Regions from separate parts of the Gossypium hirsutum genome. Here region 2 is linked to region 1. A link is a contact called in public Hi-C data. All regions are on one chromosome and are shown on one strand. The core of a region is the stretch at or near the end of the contact, and the rest is flanking DNA. Distances in the headings are between cores, read along the strand shown. Region 1 holds the start of LOC107962901. Region 2 holds the start of LOC107962900 (probable sugar phosphate/phosphate translocator At5g25400).

Region 1 (4,668 bases), core at 1,050-3,549:
TCTGGCCCAGCCCGAAGGCTCGCCCTAAAAATGGGAGGGTTCGGGTAAAAACATAGGCCCGAAATATAGGTTTGGGCAAAAAACGAGGCCTGTTTAAAAAATAGGTCGGGCCTCGAGTAAAACTTTTTTGGCCGAAGCCCGACCCGAATTATATACTAAAAATATATACTTTTTTTATTTTTAATCATATTTACATTTTATTTTCAGTTTTAATATAACAATTTTTTATTATATTTTCAATTTGTGTATTGTTTTAAGAATTGTTTTAGTCTCATTTTTTATTTATTTCTTGTTTTAATATTTATTTTTATATTTTTAAATATATTTGATTTATTATATTTTAAAATTTTTTATTTAATGAAATAAGCTAAAACAATTTAATATGGGCCAGGCCGGGTCGGACTCGGGCTTAATAATTTTATTTCGGATCGAGCTTAGACAAATTTTTAGGCCCATATTTCGGGCCAAACTGAACTCGAGCCTAGAAAATGGACTTGAAATTTTGTCTGGACCCAGCCCAACCCGGCCATGCACACCTCTAATTAGAAGAACTATTTTCTTAAAGACGAGTTTACATGATTTCATGAAATCATGAAGAGCCATACAAACCATTTGGTTGGGCATAATGGATTGGAACCCTTGGGTCTCTAATATTCACCGTGGTTGGTCGGAGGAACGACGACGATGGTGAGTGCTAGCGATAGTTTTCGTGCACCTAAAGTTTCGGCTGGAAAAGCTGAACTTCTACTAGGAAAGAAGAAAGAGAAACGAATAAAGAAAAAAACAAGGGAAATCTTTTAATATTAAGAGAAAAATAAAAAATGCATTCGGGCATTTGAGTTCGATCGGCTTAAACCATCAAATCAGATTTTTTTTAATGGAAACAATTTTGATGGAAGGAAAGTAAATGAGATACAATAATCAAAATTAATATAAGGATGAAATGATATTAAGCTTATTATATTTATTTACATATATAAAAAATATTTAAAAGAATATCGATAAACTTAAAAATATGATACTATAGTAATTACCTTAATCTCAAAATTACCAGTCACCTTAGGAAGGGGTGAACAAACAATTCCCATTAGAGTTTTTCTCATTTTTTTAGGTTCTTGGGAATGCAAAATAAGGTTTCATTTGTATATTCTTTTTTACTTTCCAGGCTGGCAAAGGCATTCCTCGAAGTTGGTAAGATATATTCTTTAACCTTGTCGGACATGGCTGATCAACCACCCCCTTCTCTATGTACTTCGGTTAAAATATACACTTTAAATAAAGTAAAAATTATTAACTAAAGTTTGACATTTAATTTTTATATTTAAAATTTTAAATAATTCTATTCACACTATTAATATCTCAAATTAAAATTCAAGATTAATATATTTATTATATCTTTGTCAATTTGAATTTGGTTAGACAAGCTCTTATTTTTCCTATAAATACTTTTATTGAATACAGTTTTCACATAATTCTATATGTATTTATGAGATCGAGTATGAAATTTTATTTACTCACTTTAAATTGAGTATCTGTTTCCCTCCTTTTTCAGCTAGGATTAGAAATCCTATATTTTACATATTCATACAATTGAGTCTTTGGGTTTTCAAAATAGTATAAGAAGAAATGTTTCGAATCATTGCTATTTGACTCGAATCTATTCTAAAAGAGTCGAGGCATTTCGAATTGTTTGTTAAAACGAACAAAGTCAAGGAAAACCTTTGAAATTATTTCAATATTGGACATTGGACATGTAATAGTTCCGATGTCGGTTAGTAAAGAGATTTCTCTCCACTCAAAATTTTAATATATTAAGCATTCATTCTGAATTTCATTTACCTATCTGACTATTAATTTTAAAATAAACGTATTAGTTTCTTTCAACACTATCCCTCTCCTTCTCCACCTCTATTAATACCAAATAATATTTATACAATCATATTATTTTCAAAAACAATTTTTCATTCATAATATAAACATAATAATAAGTAAATTTTGAAGGAAAATAATAATTATATAAATCATTGAATTAGAATTCTTAATTAAAAAATAACATGATTTAATTATTATCAAGTATTCAAAATAAAGATACCAGTTATATAAATTAAAAATTTCCCCGACAATGGCTTTTCATTTGTCCCGTAGTTGCCTTGCGATTCCTTTTGAGCAGTACCCGATCACATGCATGAGCATTTAAAAGTAGCTTTATCCCATGATTTAATCAAACATTGTAAGCATATCTTTTGAAAATAAAATAATGTGTGCTTTATTCCTTAATGATTTATTATAAATACCGGGCATCAAAGCTAATTAAAGAAACAATTCAAAGGGCCAAAAAAAAGTAGCCCAAGGGGAAAAATTTGCTAGTGGAAAGAAAATGAAGAGAAGGGTTTCTCAATGGATCATTTTCATAATTGTATGTTTCTTAAGTGAAACAGCTTTCATCTCACCATCACAGGCTACTGTCAATGATCTCAAGCAATCGATGAAGGAAAAACAACTCAAAGGTAAGTATTCTTTTTTTTTTCTTATTGAAAAAAGAATTTTAAATTTTGTAAATGGAGAAAATAGATCACGAAATTTAATAAACCCATTTAATTTTTTTTCCATGCAGATTTTTTGGATAGACATGAAAAAACAATCAAGGGTTGGCATGAAGCACTTCATTTGAAGATGGTTCAAAGAGAAAAGAAAGTAATTATTGAGCAGAAGAAGAAAGGAGGGAAAGGAGGCGGAAGCTATGGCGGTGGAAGTCTTCTTCGACCTCGTGCCAAAAAGAGTGCAGCAAACTTTCTCCATCCAACAACATTCCTTAGATTTCTATTACCTGGTTTAATCCCCACTATGTTCTTTTTATAACTTGGATATAAGCCCCTATTATATATATATGTACCCCTCAAATATGTGTTAAGTGTTGGTCACTTTTTTATTTTTATTTTTTTTAAAATATCATTTGGAATTTTATTCAATTAATCAAAAAATAAAGCTTAAGCAACAAACGGGCAAAACAATAAAGTTGGGCTAACCCAATCAGCCCAATAATCCAACAAAGAAAGGAGCTTACTCTTGAAGCAATTAATGCGACACAACTCCTGTGATCCAACAACTAGATAGTAACCCCTCAATAATTTATCTTTTTTTTTTTTCCAATTACTAGAAACCATCCGACTTCCATTTCATCTCTCTTCTCTATATGCTTCTTGTCCCCCAACTTGCCAAACTAAGAAAAAACCCAGACCAAAAACATTATCCCCTATGATCCATTTCCACTTATTCTCTAACATACTCAGGAAACCCATTTCTCATCAAGCATCGATCCCCTTTCTTTAGACCTATTGCAGCCAGCAAATGAGCAACCCAATTCGTTAATTTTTGCCCATGTTTAAATTGACAGGTTTGAAATCTTTTACCCAGCCCTTGCCCATCTCTAATATAAGCACAAATTTTTTATTTATCACCCCTCCTTTGTGTATTTTTTTTACAATAGATAGGGCATCTCCTTCAATTTCGACTGTCGTAAACCCCAGATCCAGGCCCAGTTGAACGCATGCAATAGCCTCGACTGCGAACACCAAGGGTACATTATCATTTAACTCAACCCTAAAACTCAATACCCGCCCCATAGAATCTCTAATTGCAATCACTGAGCAAGATTTGCTTTCATGTTTTCTGTATGCTGCATCAAAGTTTATTTTCACAAATGGGTTCTCTGTTGGCTGCCACTTTTTCAACTCCATTCTTTGAACATGTATGGAATTATTCAACCATCTAGTTTTTGAACATAATTCCTAATAAAATTCGTTATGGCTAAACTTGTTTTCCTTTGCCCCTCATGACCAATTTGTTTCTTTCAGTCCATATTACCCATAAAGCACAGACAAAAAGACAACATTGAATGGTAGAATTTTTCTAAAAAAAACCTGGTAACCCAGTACATAAGCTCTATGTATAATACTGAATTTGGCCAATTCCAATTCAATTGATGCCACATCTCCTTTGTCACAAGACAATCACGCAGAACATGTACTCTGGATTCAACCTTTCCTATGCATCTCGGGCATATTATTGTATTTCTTGATCTTTTATACTGTAGATTAAATAGCGTAGGAAATTATTTTTTTTAAAAACACCAAATTGTAATATTCAGTTTTTAGGGTAGATTCAAGCCCCATAATTTCTTGTAAAAATTTGTATGCTCAGTTTGGTTGTATAAATGAGTAAGCTCAATAAACTATTGTAAAAGAGACTTATAGGCACCGCGAACTGAGAATTCCCTCGATGCCTCCTCTCTCTCTACACTTAGTAGTCTTCATGCGAGAACCTTGACAAAGAGATGCTCAGAATTCTTTTAGCATCACTTTCATAGAAGGTATACATTATGAACTCCACTTTCCATTTCCTTATGACATTGTCAACTAGATCTGCCACAATAAAAGTTTCAGAACAACTCTCACCATTTTGAATTCTGTAATCCACAGCTCCTGGTAACCATGCAGCCTCCCTTACTAGAATTTTAGTGTAATAGCCCGATTTAGGGCCTAGTCAGAATAGTGGTCTTAGGACCACAAATTCAGAGTTGAATAAATTATTTTATTATTATTTTAGAGTCATTGCATGTTTATATAAGTGTATAAAAATTTTGGTGAGTTAATTTTGACGTTTGCGAGT
Region 2 (4,833 bases), core at 346-2,845, 150 kb before region 1:
TATAGTAATAGCAAAAAGAAAAATTAATATAAAAAAAATTAGTTTGCTGACTTTTGCAGTGCGAGGGTTAAACTTGAGCTACTAAATATATGCTATTTTATATCTATTTTAAAAAATAACTTTTCAACTTAAATTATAACCAAATATATGAGAAGATAAGTAATTGTGATCATAAATTTGTTTTCTTTTTCGAAATCATAAAATTTTAATAAGTGAAAAAGTTAAAATTGGTGTAGAATTTAATATTAAATTAATAAATTTGTGTAAAAGTAATAAAAATAAAATTTAAAGCCGTAAATATTTAAAAGCAAAATTAAAACGTGAATAGATTATAACGAAGTTGATCTTTTTCCAACATCTGACATGAAAAATAAATAAAATATTGTTATATTATTTATGTAAGATTTTTTAAATGTGGTTTGTTGTGGAATGCACTGACTGACATTCAAATGCAAGAGGTTTTTTTGTATGGAATTACATGTCGGTTATTGGTAGGAGGATTAATATGCATTAAGTTTGGTTGTTTAAGTTTTGATTATTAAATTTTTATGATTTAATTAAGTTAAGTTAGATCCGATTCTGATTAATTGAGTCAAATTTTTATAGTATAAATTCTTAAAAATGAAATAAAATTTGTCCACCGAGTGTTAGCACATAGAAATGAGTTTAGTTCAATTCAATTCATTTTTTTTAAATCGTTCATGTTAATTCAAATAAGTTTGATTCTTAACTTTTCATATAAAATTTGAGTTTTGAGTTTTTTTTTTTAACTTATTTTGATAAGTGAGTTTTATTTTGTAACTTTTGAATTTTTTAAACTAGTTTTAAAGTATTTTTCATGGCTATTAAAAATTAATAATTTTTTAAGTAAATAAAATTAATTAATAACTTTTGTATTGCATTTCTTTAAACAATATTTTTATATAAAAAAATCAAGTTATTTATACTATTTAAAATATAAAATATTTAATTTAAAATCATAAAAAATTAAAATTAATTATTCAATTAAATTAAAAAATTCAGCTCTGTTTAATTCGAAGAGCCACGTTTTTTAACTTGTATCCTACAAATCATCGAAACACCACGGTTCAAATTGATCTTTAATTTTTTATTTTTGTGATTGATATTGCAATAAGTAAGAGGTCATCATGAGTTTATGCGTGCTTAAGAGTTCAATATCCTCTAGTTTAAGGATTAGAGAATTTATGAATAATTTGGATTTAGATTATCTCAATTATATATTAGTTTTGAGTTCAAATAATTTTAAGTTTAGGTAATTTGAGTTTTTTTGTCTCGAATTTATTTTTTTGTATCTAGATATGTTCGGTATGAATCATTCAGGATAGGTCATTTTCAGGTTAAATAAGTTCAAATTATTGAATTTTTATAACTAAATTAAATTAAATTTATTTTAAATTTAAATTAATGGGATGAAAATTTAAATTTAAATAATTGCATCGAATTTAAATTTAAATTATTGGGGTCAAAATTTTGAGTGGATCTTAAAATTAAAAAAGGGAAATGGTATCAAACTATAGAGAAAAAAGCCCATAAAGAGGCCCATTCCATCAACATAAAGAAAACACACCTTAAACAAAAAAGATAACATCCTTCACTACATTAAAAAAAAAAAACAAATCAAATCTTGATTTTTCAGCATCCACATAGAGAAAAATCCCCCCACATTCCGATCTCCGATCTCCGATCAATTCTTCCACCATTTTTTCCGATCCGGGCACCTCTCAAAACCCCAAAAACAAGCAATGGGTAAAGGCGGTTCATTGAGCGACGGCGTCATCAAGAAGATCCTTCTCTCCTACACCTACGTAGCAATCTGGATCTTCCTCAGCTTCACCGTCATCGTCTACAACAAGTACATCCTCGACAAGAAGATGTACAATTGGCCTTTCCCAATCTCTCTAACCATGATCCACATGTCCTTTTGTGCCTCCCTTGCTTTCCTCCTCATCAAGGTCTTCAAAGTCGTCGAGCCCGTCTCCATGTCTCGAGACCTTTACCTCTCTTCCGTCGTCCCCATCGGCGCTCTTTACTCCCTCAGCCTCTGGCTCTCCAATTCCGCCTACATTTACTTGTCCGTTTCCTTCATCCAGATGCTCAAAGCGTTGATGCCCGTCGCCGTGTATTCCATCGGCGTCCTTTTTAAAAAAGAAGGGTACAAGAACGATACGATGGTCAACATGTTGTCAATCTCTTTTGGGGTCGCCATCGCAGCATATGGGGAAGCTAAATTCGACACTTGGGGAGTGATTTTGCAGTTGGGAGCTGTTGCTTTTGAGGCTACCAGGTTGGTCATGATCCAAATCTTGCTTACTTCTAAAGGGATCACCTTGAACCCCATTACTTCGTTATATTACGTTGCTCCATGCTGCTTTGTTTTCCTTTTGGTCCCATGGGTTTTCGTTGAGTACCCAGTTTTGAAAGAAACATCGAGTTTCCATTTCGATTTCGTCATTTTTGGGACCAACTCTATATGTGCATTTGCTTTGAACCTAGCTGTGTTCTTACTTGTTGGAAAGACCTCTGCTTTGACCATGAATGTAGCTGGGGTTGTCAAGGACTGGTTGTTGATTGCCTTCTCTTGGTCTGTCATCAAGGATACCGTGACACCCATCAACTTGTTTGGGTATGGACTGGCGTTTTTGGGTGTTGCTTACTATAATCATTCAAAGTTACAAGCTTTGAAGGCCAAAGAAGCACAGAAGAAGACTGCACAAGCAGATGAAGAAGGTGGGAGATTGTTGGAAGAGAGAGAAGGTGAAGGAAGTGGTAAGAGCAGTGAATCTCAGGATTAGATCAGTTCATGGTTCGTACTTCATATTAGGATTATGAAATATGGAAGGGATGTTGCAAATAAGGGCTAAAGGGAGATATTTTGGTGATATGATCCAAAAAGAGCTTGTATTCAATGGCAAAAAACATTGAGGGGATAATGCATTGTGGGTTTTGCTATGTTGTTTCTTTCTATTTTTTAGGTTTACTTATTATGGCCATTTCTTAGTAAAAACATCAGGGGTTTGAGATCATATTTGTTTCTTATTGCACCGGTTAATGTAGGTTAGTAGAGGAAGATGAAATCTCAAAGGCCCTGTATCTTGTTTTTTTTTTTTTTTTGGCTTCCATTGTCTGTTCTTTTTGTGTTGTTGACAAATGTTTCATTCTTGGAGTTTTAATCCTTAATTTATTCATTTATGCTACTTTGTGTTGCTTAGGCGGTGTAATTTTGGCATGTTCCTCTTACACCTATATTGGTATGATGCTTTGAATATGATTGTGGATTTGAGTATGTTGGCATGATATTGATGCTGAGATTGTTATTTTGACAATAATCCAGTTACTGAGTTTGTGGTCAATTTTTATACAAGACCCTTGTACCATGTGGTTTTGGCTGACTTAAGCCCTCTACTATGGTTTGATAATTTCAAATTATGTATTTTCAGTCCTAAGACCCTTTTTTCCTTTTTGAGTTAATCTCACGTCAAACAATTTGATGTAGCATAATATTTTTTAAAGTTGGTATTTTTTTGTATAGAGAAGAACAAATTGGAGTCTTTGATTATGTTCTTATGATATTGATGCTGAGATTGTTATTTTGACAATTAAGTTTTGTATTGGTATTTTTTTTTTTTACATAATTGATTCCTAAATTTGAAAATTATAAACCAAATACCTTTTTCGACCTAATTAATACTTGCGCCACGGTTACTATAAAAGGAAAAATCATTTAATTTAAATTCTTTTCAATTTTCTTTTACTTTTTATTAACATAAAACTTTTATTAATTAATTTACTTTTTCTTTCTTTCATTTAATTTTTCACCAATGGTTTCTTCTTCTCGTTGCACTATCGTTCACCATCACTATCACCAAACTTTGATCAGTCGTCTTGCTCCTTCGCTCAAGCTCCGACCAAGCACCTAACCCAAAGCTCTTCACAAACCTCCACCATTGTCACAACGGTCAAGCAAGTATACAAAGTAACACAAACATACAAACCAACAATAAATAGCAAAAATACTGTTAGGATATTATTAGTGGATATTATCTTTTAAGAATATGTTGTATATTATTGTATATTTTTAGGCATATATTTAAAAAATTATTTAGAAATATATTATATATTTTCCTATCTCTTGTCATGATATGAGCTTGGTGTTTAACTTAAATTATTTTTTTCATCGTTTTTCAATGGCTGGCGGTGATTATACTTCTCCACCACCATCATCACCACTACTTAAAATTGAACATAATTCACTATTATCACTACTTAAAATTGAACATAATTTTCTGTTTTTCTTGGATTTTCAAGATCGACCTGATGATTTTATTACTCCTTTTTGGTTAAAGCTTAATAATTTCAACGATTAGGCTTATGTTATTTGCATCGCTTTATCTTCTCGGCACAAACTTGAATTTGACACTAGTATTATAGATCTTATTCCCCTTACTCGAAGGATGATTAAGTTATTATTCATTGTATGCTTATGTCTTCGATTCTCAATACTATTGATCCAGAAGTAATATCGATGCTTTCCAATTATGATAATGTGATGCATAGAAACACAATACCATAAAAAATTTGACATGGAAAAGAAAAGCAGCAACATCCAACGAAGAGTAAGATCGAAATCTGGGTCATCGGGGTCTTGAATCTCCGAGTCTCCGTTCGAGAATCCCGATGGTGGGAAGGCAAGGAAGACAAAGGGGAAGCCGTTACTAGATTGGCGAGCCCATCTAACAACCAACAACGTAGATCGGATTTAAGGTAGTTTGAAATTTGAGTATTGATTCATGGATTTTGAAGCAATGTTTGTGA

Evidence for each region. A called contact is a pair of places that touch in the nucleus more often than the background predicts.
Region 2: a Hi-C map of leaf shows a contact between it and region 1, with 2.5 times the contacts expected there. The contact joins the promoter of LOC107962900 here to the promoter of LOC107962901 in region 1. A contact is called at or near these places in 14 of 34 Hi-C or Micro-C datasets (anther, callus, hypocotyl and 2 more).

The regions. Positions count from the first base shown.
Region 1 is chrA06:36,786,945-36,791,612 of Gossypium_hirsutum_v2.1, reverse strand. It overlaps LOC107962901, which reads left to right and starts at 2,299. Exons shown (of 5, transcript XR_005928630.1): 1 at 2,299-2,507; 2 at 2,615-3,394; 3 at 3,488-4,369.
Region 2 is chrA06:36,931,797-36,936,629 of Gossypium_hirsutum_v2.1, reverse strand. LOC107962900 (probable sugar phosphate/phosphate translocator At5g25400) reads left to right here and starts at 1,595. Exons shown (of 1, transcript XM_016899453.2): 1 at 1,595-3,215. The coding sequence starts at 1,764. The coding sequence ends at 2,813.